Regions from separate parts of the Mus musculus genome. Here region 2 is linked to region 1. The links are chromatin contacts, called in public Hi-C maps. All regions are on one chromosome and are shown on one strand. Each heading gives the region's core, a stretch centred on a gene start, on an enhancer-like site or on the middle of the called end of the contact. The rest is flanking DNA. Distances are from core to core; before and after follow the strand shown. Region 1 holds the start of Bud13 (BUD13 homolog). Region 2 holds the start of Pih1d2 (PIH1 domain containing 2).

The links. Hi-C and Micro-C count contacts between places; a contact is called where the count stands out from the background.
Region 2: a contact with region 1 is called in a Hi-C map of B cells, with 6 read pairs. The contact joins the promoter of Pih1d2 here to the promoter of Bud13 in region 1. A contact is called at or near these places in 2 of 39 promoter capture datasets (erythroid cells and pre-B cells) and 2 of 484 Hi-C or Micro-C datasets (B cells and CD8 T cells).

The regions. Positions count from the first base shown.
Region 1 is chr9:46,276,741-46,284,682 of GRCm38.p6, forward strand. It overlaps Bud13 (BUD13 homolog), which reads left to right and starts at 6,272. Exons shown (of 10, transcript NM_146000.2): 1 at 6,272-6,433. The coding sequence starts at 6,291. It overlaps Zpr1 (ZPR1 zinc finger), which reads left to right. Exons shown (of 14, transcript NM_011752.2): 9 at 52-122; 10 at 906-995; 11 at 1,564-1,674; 12 at 2,929-3,015; 13 at 3,176-3,241; 14 at 4,298-5,903. The coding sequence ends at 4,432.
Region 2 is chr9:50,613,322-50,621,260 of GRCm38.p6, forward strand. It overlaps Pih1d2 (PIH1 domain containing 2), which reads left to right and starts at 4,000. Exons shown (of 6, transcript NM_028300.2): 1 at 4,000-4,277; 2 at 5,125-5,328; 3 at 6,434-6,557; 4 at 7,624-7,869. The coding sequence starts at 5,152. It overlaps Nkapd1 (NKAP domain containing 1), which reads right to left and starts at 4,143. Exons shown (of 6, transcript NM_212449.2): 1 at 3,907-4,143; 2 at 2,162-2,238. The coding sequence starts at 2,230.

The DNA.
Region 1 (7,942 bases), core at 5,022-7,521:
GTGGGGGTGTTTTCCTTGAAGCAGATAGACTTCTTTAACTCCATCTTCCAGAAATCCCCCACTTTAAAGAGGTTATCATCATGGCCACCAACTGTGAGAATTGTGGGCATCGGACTAATGAGGTGGGTGGGAGAAGATTGGCGTAGGGGCAACGCCTTTGTAGCAGTCTGCCAGCTTCCTGAATCTACTTGAGGATGGGCATCAGCTGTATTTGGGTCTTTTGGGGGCTTAGTGCTGGGGAGGAGCCACTGAAGGAGCTGAGAATTAGCCTAGAGAGAAGTTGGAAATACAAGATTGCAAGATGGACGGAAAACTGACCTTGTGGAAGGGGTTGTGGTTCTCAGAAGGCTGGAGGTTGGACAGAGTGTGACTCAGTGAAGAACTCAGGGGAGCTGTCGGGAATGGATTTGGTGGCTGCTGTGGAGGTTGTAAGCCTTCATTCCTAAGTGTATCGAGCATAAGCTGATTAAACTTAAGTTATGGGGACACAGTGAACAGCAAACCTGGGGCCTCATGCAGACAAGGCAAGAGCGCTGTTAGTGAGCCATGTCCCAGCCCTGACTAAATTCCTAGATTATGACAGCAAATGCAGGGATGGACTGAAATGCTTACAAGCCTCTTTCATCCTCTGACAGTCTCAGGGTTTTTTCTTTTCTTTTCTTTTTTTCTTTTTAAGGTATATTCAGGGTTTCTTGGCAGTTGCCTAAAGTTGGCATGCCACCAGGGCGGAGCAGTGTTCTGTGGACTCTTGATGGTTTCTATTTCTGTCACTGATGCCCTTGCTGGATTAGGAGCTTCCGTCATGGGAAGCTGGTGATGGGAGCCTACATAAAGCCCAAGTCTTTGTGGCAGCAGGTGAGGCCTGGGCTCTTCTCTGGACCTGCTCCTGACCGTTGTTTCCACAGGTGAAGTCCGGAGGAGCTGTAGAACCTTTGGGTACCAGGATCACCCTCCACATCACAGATCCCTCAGACATGACCAGAGACCTCCTCAAGGTAGCCTACTTGGAAAATAGCTGTTGTCGTATAGCCGCTTCAGTCTAGAGGAAGTGATCATCTTAGTGCTTAAGAACACAAGGAACCCTGTAACTCCCCTGGGCTTGAGTGACCCTGAGGAAGCTTTTTCCATGACTGGGACTACAGACTCAGAAGGTGGCCCCAGTCTTCCTGAGCAATGACGTGGCTGCTTTTTAGTTTCTATTGGCTATATGGGCTCTTCTCTGACCCTAATGACAAGGTACAATAGCTTGTAGGTGTGACTCAGTTTCAGGTTGTTATGTTAACTTCGTGTTGGTTCAGATGGGGGAGTGAGGCCCTGGCTTTTAGCCAGGTATTAAGAGTAAACTAACATTCTAACTTTGTCTTCAAACTGTCACTGGTTTATTAATTTGGTTGGCTTTCTTTGTTCCTAGTTTTAAATCAGTTTGTCTCTCTGTATGTCTGTCCATCTGTCTAGTGCTATGGATTGAACCTGGGACCTCTGTTAATACTAGACAAGGGCTCTTGGATGAAGCTATGCTGCCATCCTGTGATTTAATTGTAAATTTGACCTGTTGTCTTATAGTCTGAGACCTGTAGTGTGGAAATCCCAGAGCTTGAGTTTGAACTGGGAATGGCTGTACTTGGGGGCAAGTTCACCACTCTAGAAGGACTGCTGAAAGACATCCGAGAACTGGTGAGTGCAGAGTGTGCTGCATCGCTTCTGTTAGCAGTTTGGCAGTGGGAAGGGGTAACATTGTTTGTCCGGGTATGATGGCACTTGAGAAGCTGGGGCAAGAAGACAGGATTTGAGGACAGCCTGAGACCCTATCCCAAATGCCTCCTACCAAAACCAAATTCTGTTTTGTCACTTATAACTGGGGATTTCTTTGCCTTAAAGCTGGTTTAAGCCGGGCGTGGTGGCGCACGAGTATAATCCCAGCACTAGGGAGGCAGAGGCAGGTGGATTTCTGAGTTCAAGGCCAGCCTGGTCTACAAAGTAAGTTCCAGGACAGCCAGGGCTACACAGAGAAACCCTGTCTTGAAAAACAAAAAAAAAAAAAAAAAAAAAAGCTCATTCAAGAGATTTGAGTATTAATTATGAAGAGAAGGAAGAGAAATTAGTTATAGGATTTTGTTTGTTTGTTTGGTTTGGTTTGGTTTTTCGAGACAGGGTTTCTCTGTGTAGCCCTGACTGTCCTGGAACTCACTCTGTAGACCAAGCTGGCCTTGAACTCAGAAATCCACCTGCCTCTGCCTCCCAAGTGCTGAGATTAAAGGTGTGCGCCACCACTGTCCAGCAGTTATAGGAATTTTTAATGGAAATTCTCAAGGCTAGCAGTGGGCCAGTGTAGTTATTTTGTGATCTTAAGTCATTTACCTCATTACAAAATAGAAGGGGGTCTTTTTGACATCTGTAGTGAATATGTGGAGACTTTTCTTGTCGGTATTTCCTAAACAGTAGTGCAAAATTATATTAGATCTTATAAATGTGTTTATTTTATTTATTTGAGAGATGGCTTTGCGATATAATTGAGGCTAGCCTTGAGGTCACTCCACACACACACACACACACACACACACACACACACCTGCCACCTCTCGGCCTCAGCCTTCCATGTGCTGGCACTGCAGGCCAAGTAACTGCCTGGCTTTTCTTTGTGAATTGTACATTGCATTTCTTTTCCATATTGGGATTAGATACTGTAAGAACGCTACTGGATTCCAGTCCCTACTGCCAGTTTCCTTCTTGGCAAAGCAGTCTCATAGACATCTTCTCCTGTCCTGTTCTCGGGCCACCTTCCTCCCCTCCCCTAAGTGAGCAAGGCGTTGTGGGATATGGAGAGCAGGCTTCTCCCACTGGGAGTCCACTGCTCCCCACCCCTGGTTTGTGGTTCAGCGTAATGACCCATACAGTCTGTGTTGTAGTAATCCAGCTGTTGTGCTACAGGTAACCAAGAACCCATTCACACTGGGCGACAGCTCTAATCCTGACCAGTCAGAGAAACTGCAGGAGTTTAGCCAGAAGTTGGGCCAGGTAAGAGGACCCAGGCCATTTCTGCAATCCTAATTTCCCTTTCTTTAAACTTTTGGGAACTGCACTTTGTAAACTGGATTGGCTCTTGTCTCGCAGCCATAGCCTCTTCCTTCCAGGATCTTTGTAAGAGTTACCTGCTAAGTCCTCCTCTCTCCTGTAGATCATCGAGGGCAAGATGAAGGCCCACTTTATCATGAATGATCCAGCAGGAAACAGTTATCTGCAGGTAAGTTAGGCCTTCCTGGTGGTTCTATGGAGACATATTTTCGGAACTTTATAGAATTTGCATGATAGCCCTTAACAAGGAAAGCCTTGTTAAGTCTTCAATTGGGGCCTTGGGCAGGACTTGGAAGGTAAGGAAGAAAGGGGAAGGTGGTGATAGTGGGACTCCCAAGTGTGTGTAACAAAGACCTAGTGCAGGGCTGCAATCTTAGGTCCTCAGAAGGCCATGAAAATGGAAAGTTTAAGACCAGCCTGTGCGATTTTCAAGACTGTCTTAAGATACAATAATGTGAAGAAAAAGCCAAGAGTAACTGTTTACCTGGCTAGCGTGCTCAGGGCCCTAGGTACAGAGTGAATATATAAGAAAGTAGGACCTCCTCTTCCTGGGTCTGCTTGTCTTGTTCTTATTCTCACCCTCAGCATTGGAGCTTCCATTCTGCATCTGACTGTGAAGTAAGGAGCAATAGGAACCTGGCCAGAGGTCAGGACAGGAAAGCCGAGAGGTGTTGGCTGAACGGGCAAGCAAACATCTGGCAATTGATCCATATCAAACTGCAGCAAAATTGTGTTGAACCTGGGGCCTCCTCCTTACTTTAGTATTAATGAGCACTGATGGGCCTGGCAAAACTGGCCTAGTTTTTCACATAATTAAGATCATTGTGGTCCCCCTCCCTCAAAACCTTTTTTTTTTTTTTTGAGACAAGTCTTTGTTATGTAGCCTGGCTGGCTTTAAATTTGTAATCTTTCTGCCTCAGTCTCCAGAGTGCTGAGATTATAAGCAATCACCAACTTTGGCTACATTTTTTATAGGAAGGCCCATATATAAAAGTACTTAGAACTGGGGGTTAAACACTTGTATGCATGTACAGGGGCTTGGGTTTGATACTAGCATACACACACACACACACACACACACACACACACTTTTGCAGAATGTAGCCGTGGGCTCTAGAGACCCTGCAAATCCTGTGCATTTCTTCGGAGGTTGAGAGTCAGCCGTGGGAGGGGATGGCGGGCTGCACAGGCGCTGACCGTCGTCTGTCTGCTCTTGGCCCTGCAGAATGTGTATGCACCTGAAGACGATCCAGAGATGAAGGTCGAGCGGTACAAACGCACCTTTGACCAAAATGAGGAGCTCGGGCTCAATGACATGAAGACAGAGGGCTATGAGGCGGGCCTGGCCCCACAGCGGTAGCAGTGGCCAGCTCACTGGCCAGCTACAGTGCCACTCACACTGCAGGGTTATCTGTTACTGTGGGGAACTGACGAGGAGTGCTCAAGCCCTCGTCCATGGTGAAGAGGTTACCACTTGAGTTAGAAATGTAAGCACCCAAGATTAGCAGCTGACGGACGAGGCAGCTGCAGCCCTACTGTGCTCCTTGACCTTCTTTTGGAGGTTTTAAAGTCGGCGTGAGAAGAATCCCAGAAACACCAGGCGGTCTGCCATCACCGTTTGCCTGTCAGCTCTCTGACCTCCAGTGCTGGACCTTTGAAGTCTGGGGAAGTGAAATACAAGTTTCTGCTGGCTCTGGGCATGTGAAGTACTGACTCAGCAGGGAAGGATGTCGGAGGGGCCGAGCAGGCACAGGTGAAGACGCCACATTAAAGTGATGGCCTTTAAACGACACCCGCCTCTGCGTTCATGTCCTTACTGATTACCATGTGCTAGACTAAGCTGGGTCACACTGAGTCACACTCAGCTCCGAGGAGACTGAGGACAGCTTGGGCCATGCAGTGAGAGTCCGTCTTCATGAAAAGAAATGAGGAAGGAAAAACCAGTTTAGTTTCCTAAGCAAATCTTTCTTGAGGTGGCTGCTGTAGAGGCAGCATTTGATTCACTCCAATAGGCCATCCTGTCTGCTCTGAGCCAGGTACACCTGTGTGGAGTCTAGCTGTTCTCATGCAGCTTAAAGCAGTCTGGAAAAGCAGGGTGGCACACACCTTTAATCCCAGCAGAGGCAGGTGGTTCTATGAGTTTGAAGCCGATTTGGTCTACAGAGGAAGTTCCAGGACAGCCTGGGCTACACAGAAAAACCCTGATTCAAGACAAAACGAATTCAAACTGGATAACCAGCACCATCCTTGTTTGGCCTCTGCTAGCAAAAATTAGAGCCAGGCAGTATGAAGATGTGTGGGTTCCTGTACTTACCCGAAAGTTCTTATTATCTATAAAGGAGGCTAATAAAACTGAAGGGTAGGTCATGGTGTCCAGCCACTTGAGAGGCTGAGGAGGAAGGCTAACAAATTCAGGGGCAGCTTAGGCAATTTAGATCTTCAACATTCAAAAGAGTGGGGATGTAGTTCTATAGAACTCCTGCATACCATGTGCAAAAGGCCTTGGGTTTAATCCTCGGTGCTGGATGAAAGAAAAAAAAATTGTGAGGGTTAAGTGAGAAGTCATAAAACACTTAACCCTTTATAGAAGAAACTCCAGAATCTTCCTGGTTTCTTTGCCACACTGACCACGAATCCATTTCACTGGGAAGAGTTTATATCATTTTTTAGAAAGACATATCAAAGGTGAGAAGGTCAGTACAGGTTTGATAAAAACCTATCAAACTTTTATAGTCACAAGTTTGACTTCCCCTAAATGGTACCCGGAAGCCTCTTCCAGCAGACTTCCCACCAAAAGGTATTTATAGCAATAAAAGTGATTGAAATTGAAACGTTTGGTACAGCGTCCATTATTAAAACGCTGCTCAAGAATGTGCCCCTAGTGGTACAGCTATGGTAAGTCCCACCATTCATACAGGTGTTCTTCCTTACTCTGGCGCTGATGCTGCCAGGGTAGGATCATGTTACATCGGCCTGTGGCTTCTCAGCTGAGACAGCGTGGGCTGCAGGCTGTTGCACCGATTCGTCGTCTCAGGAAAAGCACAGCCAGCCCGAGATGCACGCACTCTCCCCTGGAGCCTCTTAAGGCTCAAGTCTTTAAGTCCAGCAGTTCAAAAAGTCCCCGTCCTAAAGCTTCCGCTTCTGGCTCCACCCCTACCGTTTCGCGTTGAAGAATTTTGTCCCCCACGCCGAGCTGTTGCCCCGCCCTCGCCGCTGCCATGGCGGCAGCTCCGCCACTCACCAAAGCTGAGTATCTGAAGCGTTACTTGTCTGGGACAGATGCTGGCTTGGAAGGAGGTCCCGAGGCCGGTCGCAAGCGGCGCAAAAAACGGCCGAAGCCTGGAGGCGCTGGCGGCAAGGGGTGAGTGGACTGGTGAGGTGTCGCGCTGCCCGGTGGCGCCCTCGGCCGCAGCTCTTCCTCGTCCTGGCCCGCGCGGTGCTGCCGACCCCGGCCCGAGCTCAGGCCCCGCTCCACTGCCCCGGGGCGGGATTGTAGCTGCCACTGGCAGCTCAGACCTCATCCTCTGAGCAGCGCCTTCCTTGTGTTAAAGGCAGCTAGAACTTAACTCACTTTCTCCCCGCGTTTGTAGCTTACGTCGTTCCATGTACAGATTGAAAGTCGTGTCCAAGAATAGCAAAGCTGATTCAAACCTTTTTCTTTCTCACTTTATTTCTCTCTTTCTCCCTTCCCTTCTCTTTCTTTCCTTCTTCTTTTTCTCTTCCCTCTTCTTTCTTTCTTTCTTTCTTTCTTTCTTTCTTTCTAGATCCAAAAATCTCTTTCTGAGGGTTCCAAAGTGCCAGGAACTGATCTGGAATCAAAGACCCATATCCTATTACTCACATCTACTACTAACAGTAACAACTAAAATGGGAACAGTTCACATCCTGTGCCTGGCCTCTTTCTAAAATAGTTGACCATATAGCTTTCAGAACATTGTAATGGAGCAGACATTTATATTAAACACTATACTTCCAGATTGCAAAGAGATGTGCTGAGACAGAGTTCAGATGAAATGTCCATTAGTAACTTGGCCACTGGAATCTGGAAAGGTTGGGTTAGGATATCCAACATCAACCTACAGAACAAAAGGAAATGTCTGTATTTGTAGGCTTTAGAGCAGCAGCCCTAAGTTTAGCAGCTTACTGAAGGTGCTATTTTGGATAGAAAGTTGAAACTCTGGGGGCTAATTCCATTCTCACACTCCACCCCCAGGTCTACTAAATGCTTATCAGCTTAAAGAGAGTACTAGATAGGATACAAAGTGTGGCTCACCCTCTCTGTGGGGCAGTATCATGGTCTAACAGTATTATTACCGTATGGTCCATTGAACTGGGTCGAATTAGTCCCTCATTTCCACACTTCTCTTCATTAGAGCTTGAGCATGACCTCATTTATAGATGGAATCTTTGTGGTGTTACCAGTTAAGATGAGCCTATATTCAGTTAAGGTGGTGTTGAATTCAGTGTGGCTGATGTCCCTGGAAGAAGGGGCAATGGCATGCAGGGGGAAAGTTTAAGCTTTGGAGCAATACTGATTAGAATTAGAATCCTAGCTGTGCTACTTATAGCCTGAGTGGTCCAGGGCAAGAGATGTTCATCTCAGCCGGGCGTGGTGGCACACGCCTTTAATCCCAGCACTCGGGAGGCAGAGGCAGGCGGATTTCTGAGTTTGAGGCCAGCCTGGTCTACAAAGTGAGTTCCAGGACAGCCAGGGCTACACAGAGAAACCCTGTCTCAAAAAACCAAAAAAAAAAAAAAAAAAAAGAGAGAGATGTTCATCTCTCTGAGCCTGAAGTCCCAGCCCCTTACTACTTGTCTGAAATGGTTGTTGTGATTAAAGCTGTGTCATGTGTTCCTGGCATTTCAAATA
Region 2 (7,939 bases), core at 2,750-5,249, 4.3 Mb after region 1:
TTATTGTTTTGAGACTAAAATCTAAATTACTTAGGCAGGCCTTCAACTTGTGGTCCTCCAGCCTGGCCTCACCCTCCTGGATGGCTGAGATTAGATGCCTATGCCATAGCTCAGTAGGACAAGTCTGTAAATTCCCTAGGCATAATCTCTTTTTATATTAAGAAAAGACAGATAAGTAGATGATAGATAGGTATGCATTTTTATTTACTTATTTTGTGTGTGTATGACAGTGAGAGAGCAAGCAAGAGAGGGAAAGAAAGGGAGGGAGATGGAGAAACATTCATGCCATGGCACACATGTGGTGGGTCAGAAGCAGCTTTCATGTTAGTTCTTGATTTCTACCTTACTGAGTTTCCTGTTATTATACTACATACTCCAGACTAGCTGGCCCTTGAGCTTCTGGCCAGCTCCTCTGTGTCTACCCCAACCATGCTGTACGAGTACTGAGATTACATACTTGCATCATTGCACCTGGCTTCTCACTCGGTTCTGGAGATCAAACTTGGGTTACCAGGCTTGCAGTAGCAAATGTTTTTACCTGTGCTATCTTCCCACTTACTCTGTTTTGTTTTTAACTTTTGTCTTATCTTATTTTGTCTGTGTACCATGTGCATGCAGTGCCCACAGAGGCCAGAAGAGAGTCAACAATTCCCTGGAAACAGAATTACAGATGGTTGTGAGCTCCATGCAGGAGCTGAGAACCAAACTCCAGACCCTGTGGAAAAGCAGCCACCTCTCCAGCTTTTTGTTTTCTGCATTTTTGCAACACACAACAGGCTAGCTGTGTACTTAAGCAAACCACCTGACTATCTCCTCAGTGCTGAGATTACAGCTATGTACATCATACCTGGCTCACATTAAAATTCTTGTCACAAACAGAAACAAAGCAACATAGCTACCAGAAAATATCCTAGAAAGCAGATGACAACTGCCAAAAGCAAAAGCACATTTTATTTCTAAGTCCTCGTACACACTTGATTAAACCTACGCTAGAACTACTTTGTTTTTAGCTGTCACTCTCAAATCCAAGGACCCTATGCAACTGCAAGTAGAATTAACATAACTGTCTATGTAAGTAGCCAGAGTAACCATTACACTTCCATCCTCTAGTTACTCAGGTAACAGCTGGGCACAGGTCTGTAATCAGTCACTGCGGAAGTGATAAGTTCAAGGCCAGCTAGACAGTAAGCTTAGTGATTCTCAGTGATTCACAGGTTCAATCCCAGTACTTAACACCTAAGTACTATGATGCTGACAGTGATAAGAACAACCAAGCCAGGAGTAGTGTGCTGAAGAAAACGGGACAAAGGATTCCTGATCTTTTTATGTCCCCGTGTTTGTCCTTTGTCATTGTTGTCCCTTCATTACTTCCTTTCCAGTCACAGAAGGCGGTTCTGCTGGACTCCACTCTCATCACAGCATTGCCTCACAAAGTCTCCTAGATTCTGTCTCTAAGCTCCTCGAAACCACTCATCCCATCATCCTCCCCAGTGCCCCTCTCCGTCATCTATCTTCTACCACACTGACAAATCATCGGTCTAAACTGACATATGTGGCAGTCACACCACCTCACCTCCTCAAGGGTAAAACACCACTTACAGGTATGAAACATGTAAGACACCACTCCTAGCTGATGTCTTCTTTATTGCTCAGAAGAGAAAGTTTATCTCCTAAGTGTCAAGAAAACAACTCTAATTTGCCACTTGCGTCTTATCTTCTATCACTGTTCCTATCTCTGACTTCCTAGAAGCAAAATGCCTTGCCCCAAGTGATGACTGATAGAGGGCAGGATGGAATGAGGCTTTGCATACAGGAGACATCATCACTCAAGTACATCACGAGCCCTTGCTCTGTTGCTCTGTATTTGTACAGAGGATTCTCAGTCAAAAGCAAGCAATGCACCTGGTAAACATTTATCCATCAACATCAAGTACCAATTCAAATATCAAAGACCATTCACTCTGTGAAATCATTCTAATTTTCCCAAGGCAGATTTCTTTATTCCTTCCTTGGTACACTAAAGCATTTTGTAAGTATCTTCATGTTACAGTACTTTCAAACTATGGTTGTTTCTTATGCACCTTTGTTAACTCCCTACATAATTCATGGTTTACTGTGTGCCCTCAGGAAATGCTGGCAGTCACTAGGCGGTACTGCCTACCTTATTGTGAGCATCTGTGTGCCGGATGACATTCCTCAAGAGGACTTTCCCCAACGGAACCCGGGACATTCTTTAATCTGAAATGAACCAATAATATGCAATAAATTTATTTTTAGTAAATTATAAAGAAACAAAGAAGTGAAGAAAGAAAAAAAAATCACTGAACTTAGAAAATCGAAGGGAAAATTTTCCTTTCACCATTATGATACCCAACTATGGTGCATGTAAGGATGAAGGGATGATGTACATTAGTCTTTAAAATTGCACAAAGCTGCTCAAAATTTGTTTTCCATGAGCACCATGTTATTCAGTCTTCACGATTCTCTGTCAAGTAGTCAAGATCCATGACGGATCAGTTCCAGGACCCTAAAGGTACTAAATCCAAGTATGGCCTGGTAAAGCATTTGCCTAGCCTAAGAGCTACCCTGGATAAAGTCCCTCGGTGACATCCATGCACACACAAAGCAATCCTAGGGCGCTCATTCCTCTTTTAGACTAGTATAATATTTGTATAGAAACTATGCTCCTGTGTATTTTAAAATAGGACTGTTTTTTTAGTCAGGTTCTTAAGTGGCCTCGGCCAGCCCTTAACTCATCTTCTTACTGCCACCACCTGCCAACAGACATGCTCTTCCAGTTAGGATGAGTGAGGGTATTTAGATTAATTATAATACTTAAAACTATGCAAATGTTATGTAAATGTTACGATGGAGATTAAAATAATGACCAAAGTGGGAAAGGTCTGTACGTGATCGATACAGATACAATATGATTCCCCAGACATTTTCGGTTGGCCTTTTAACCTATGGGGATCCCCGAGTTTGGACTCTACCCCAACTCCTCAAAATCAAATTCCTTAAAGCCGTAACCTGCCCCCAGGCTGCATGGACTCAGGCAACGGGTGTGTTAGTGTCCCGGCTAGAAATCAAATCTCAAAACTCCCCAAAATTCGCTTGCAAAGATATAAACACGAAGATTTGAAGGCATCAAACACCACGTATGTCAACAGTAAAAAAATAAACTGAATTGTAAAAAAGTTTTTAGATGACCTAAATATCTCTACTCAGGACATTTTGTTTCCTACACTGTACGGAACTTTCCAAAACCCAGAAGACAACGATATTCACATGTGTAGCTAGCAGGGGCTTGGTGCCACTGTCCCGATGCTCACTCACCCCTCGATCCTGAGGAAATCAGGCATCCTGTTAGTGTGAGACGAAGAACCACTCCATTACAAGATCTCCTCCGACCCAGGAAGCCAAGGAGTCAGGGCTGAAAGGCAGCTCTGCAGCTTCACCCGAGTCCTTCGTGAAAACGCAGCCTTCCCACCGGTTACTGTGCCCTCCTCACCCGAGGCCCAGGCTACGGCTGCCTTCCCCCAGCCGAGCCCGCCCGGCGGCTCGCTCTCGGGGACCCAGGCCAGAGGAGGCGCAGGCGCGGAAAGCGGCCTGCGGGCGGGCGGACCGGGGCATTCCCCGCTCTCGCTGGGCTGGGCCGGCGCCCGGCGGCTCGCTTTCACTCCCGGGACAGAATGGGGACACAGGGCTTGGGCACGGCCTTCCGTTGGGCCCCAGGAAGTATCTAGAGTGCCTCGGGGGGAGCTTGAGGTTTCCAAGGGGACGTGGGGGAAAGCGCCCCCATGTCTGTCAGCGGGCTCCCTGCCCCGCCGCAGCCCCGGCGCTCTCGGCGGCCTTCCCTCGCAACGCCCTCCCGACACAAACACACACACACACACACACCCATACCGTGCGCCGCAGCCTCGCGTGGCGGGGTGGGAGAAAAGGTGGCGGCTTCCTTCCGGGCCGGAAGTCGTGCTCCGGAGAAACGCTTCCCTCCCACCGGAGACTCCCACAGAGCGGGCTCGCCGGTCGCCGTGGAAGCTGACGGGTGCAGGAAGGAAGGCGGCGCTCTCCCGAGAGACAAGCGGGACGGCCTGCGGAGGAGCCAGTCCGGACCCGGAGAAGAGAACCGGAACTGGATATAGAGACACAGCTCTACTTTGCGCTCTCCGGACCCAGTTAGATGGTGTACCGGGACTGGTTACCATGGTAACCGGAGTCGCAGTTTGTCGGCAAACTGAGAGAAGACGTGCGCGTTTCCCCCACGTTTGGATTAAGTGTGTATTCGTTGTTGATTTAATCTAACTTTAATATATAATTTGAAGACTCTAAACCTCTTTTTAAAAATATTGGGAACTTTCTCTTTTGCAGAAGGAGGGTGATTGAAGGAGGGCGGAATCTTTGACTATTGCTCTCACATAATGTTCCAGCTTTAAATATTAGTGTTCTTAATCCTTATCTTTTTTTTAAAGATTCATTTATTTATTATATACAGTGTTCTGCATATATAGCTCTATGTCAGAAGAGGCGCCAGATCTCATTATAGAATTGTGAGCTACCATGTGGTTGCTGGGATTTGAACTCAGGACCTCTAAAAGAGCAGTCAGTGCTCCTAACCGCTGAGCCATCTCTCCAGCCCCCTCATCTTTATTTTGAGTATATACACTGCTTGCTCAAGGCAACATAGATGTCTGAAGTTTGCAAGAACGTAAGCATACTGGCTCCAGTGCGCCTACTTTTAACTACTATACTGTCTGTCTATGTATCTGTCTCCCCCGACCCCAGTCTCTCTACCCGTCTTTCTTTCACGCACACACACACACCCCTACCTCACAATTCCAGGTCTGGAAGGCACCAAGTCAGCCAATATCCAACTATTGGAACAAAAGTCCTTTCTGTTCCCTCTGTATTTATGAAGACCAGACGGAAGTACAGGTACAACGTAGGAATTTAGGAAGTGGTTCTACTCACAGACTGTAGGAAAGCCAAGATAAAGCAGTATGGGTGTGCAATCTTTTAGTTAAGACCCGCAGCACACTTGCAAAAGCCTTCCTCCTTCCCTGAAAGAAGAAACAGGGCAGTAAATACCTTACATGCCTTTTCTCAAGTCCTGTCTCTCTGCAGGTTCCAAAGGCCTGTCTCATCACCATCATGACGGTGTCCTCAAAGGGTCTTCTTACCCACATTTCCCAGTTCTGGAATATGCTCGATGATTTGGCTGAAAATGACCCCGAGCGCTACCGGAACTTCATTCAGCAGGAGTTGAAAGATGGCAAACAGCTCTGTGTCAACCCAGAACCTCAACTCTGCATACAGACCAAGATCCTAGTATGTAGAACTGATGCAAGGAAGGAGAGGTCTTCAGTAAAACTACTCTGGGTTAGCCAGGGGATACAGTAGCCTTTTCTAGCGCTACTTTAACACAAGAGAAGTTTACTAAAACTCTCTGAACAGAAAATGAAACCACATGGAAGATTTCACTGAAGGAGTAAAAATAAGAAATTCATACTTGGTATTTTAGAAATCCCCTAATGCAACTTTATTGTCCTGATAGGTGGAAAATAGTGCTATAATTAATTAAGGTTTTTTAAATGTATTTTATATGTGTGTGGGTTCAAGAGAGTGCATGTGCAAGGACAGAGGATGACTGGGGAGCAGGCTCTCGCCTTCGATGAGGTGAGGAAAGAATTCAGGCCATCAGCCTGGAGCCAGGTGCTCTGATCCACTGAGCCATCAAACTGGCCCAGAGGCAGTGAATGTATGTTTGTTGAGACAAGTCTCTTTAAGTAGTCCTGACTGTCTGATGCTATGTAAACCAGGCTGGCCTTGAACTCTGAGATCCTCCTGCCTCTGCATCCTGAGTGCTGGGATTAAAAGCTTCCTGGTTCTGATTTAATAAGACTCAGGCCTGGAGACATTTCCATTTCACTGTTAGTGAAATAATGAAGTGGTGCTGTGAGGTCCAGAACACGTGGAGCAGTGCTAACTTCAGCTCCTTCTCCTGTCCAGTTCCTCTGGGAGAGAACAGCAGTTGGATTTAGAATGAAGAGCCAGAAGCTTTGGGGAGATCAAGTAACAAAAAAGTGTGTCTCAGTGGTAGAATGCTTGCCTAGCATGTGAGGCTCTGAGTTGAATTTGATTCCTGGCATAGCAAAATGAGTGAATGAATGAATGAACAAGCAAACGAACGAATGAACCAAAACTTTAAGAAAAGAACTTCAAGTCAAATAATTTGCTTGGAAATTCTGCAGGATGTCAAGCAGTTTTAATATAATCACTGAGTGAGTGACAGGACCCTCTGTCGTGGGAGGTCCAGCTGTGTTATAGAGCATTGCCTAGCATGTGGGAAGGCCTGGGGAAAAAAGTGAGGACTTGCTTTCAGGATATTGTCATTAAATCTCATTTGGCAACATCAAAATTATTCACTTTCTAGAAACCAAACGAAAAAGTACTTTTTATCAACCTATGTCAATGGGAAAGGATTCCCGCTCCGCAGTCAGCCACTCGTCCTGTGCCTGTAAGTGTTGGCAGACCAGAAGACTCCGCTGAGGCATCAGGTAGAAAGAAGGAAAGAAAGCCTGTGCGAATTTTTGTTATTTTTTCCAGACAGGGTTTCTCTGTATAGCTCTGACTAGAAATCACTCTGTAGACCAGGCTGGCCTTAAACTCAGAGATCCGCCTACCTCTGCCTCCAGAGTCCGGAATTAAAAGTGTTCTGCCACCACCAACCGGCTATATGTGAATATTGAACATATTCAAAGACTAGAATTTACTTGATAGAAATATTTTAATTAAATTATTTCATCTGATGACAAATTGATATAGTAAATAATATTAGTATAATGATTCATGAAATAATAATAATTACCAACAGGTTGGTGTGCTTTGTGCACATTTAATATTATTTCTAGTCTGATCTGCTTTAACACAAATAGAAATGGCAGCATAGAATTGGGATTTTGTGTATATGTTAGAACAGGCACCTGCATCTTTAGGCCATGCCTCCCTGCTGAGCAGAGTTAGAAATCAGCCTGTGCTATGACTTGACAGCCTTCAAGTCATGATCGCCTATCTCTTCCATGTCGTCATGTACACTATACCCAAGTAAATTAGGTGGCATGAAAATTACTATCACTCCTAAAAGGTTATTTTAAAAGTCAGCTTTTTGTTGTGTTTCTCAGCTTGGTCTTCAGGGAGATTTTGCTCATGCAAATGGTCTGCAGCTGCCCTCTGCAGGACCCTTGTCCTTCCTTGTCTCTGCCGTCTCAAATCTCCCTGCAGCCAGCTTTCCCTCCCAGACTGCCTCTCAGTCTCAACCTACAAAGCCCCTCCCCGGGCTTTACAGGGAGGCTCTTGTTCCCTTTAAGGTCCCATCATGCTTAGATCTCCATATACTGCATTGTCGTTGTCTGAGGCTTTTCCTCACTCCAAAGCCCTTCCTCCTAATAAACTTTGTGTTGGCTTCCTTTCTGACCAGCCACTGCTGGTTTAAAACATAGTGCTTCTGTGATTGCTCTAAGAACACAGGGATGGAATCTGTCGCTTGCAACTTTGCTAATATGGGTTGGTATACTACCCAACAAAAATCCTTATAGAATCAAGCTGTCTCTGAATTACACACAGATGCTTATACCATCATTGATGTTGCCTACAATCCTGGTGTTCTGCAAGCGGCAGAAAAAGACCAAGGGATCAAAGATCAGTTAATAAGAATGGCCATGCTGTGCATCGAGGAGCGACTCCAGTTCACACTTGCACATTCCTACCATTTAACTAGTTTTAGACTGAAAGGAAGCATCCAGAGAATGAAAGAAAGTCTGATGGGCATTAAAACTGACTTCCCAGACCTAAAAGCGATGACGAGAACAGGTAAGTCCATGGATGTGAGCTGAAAATGAAGTGATGGCAGATTCTGGGTTTGTAGCCCATGCATAGTTTT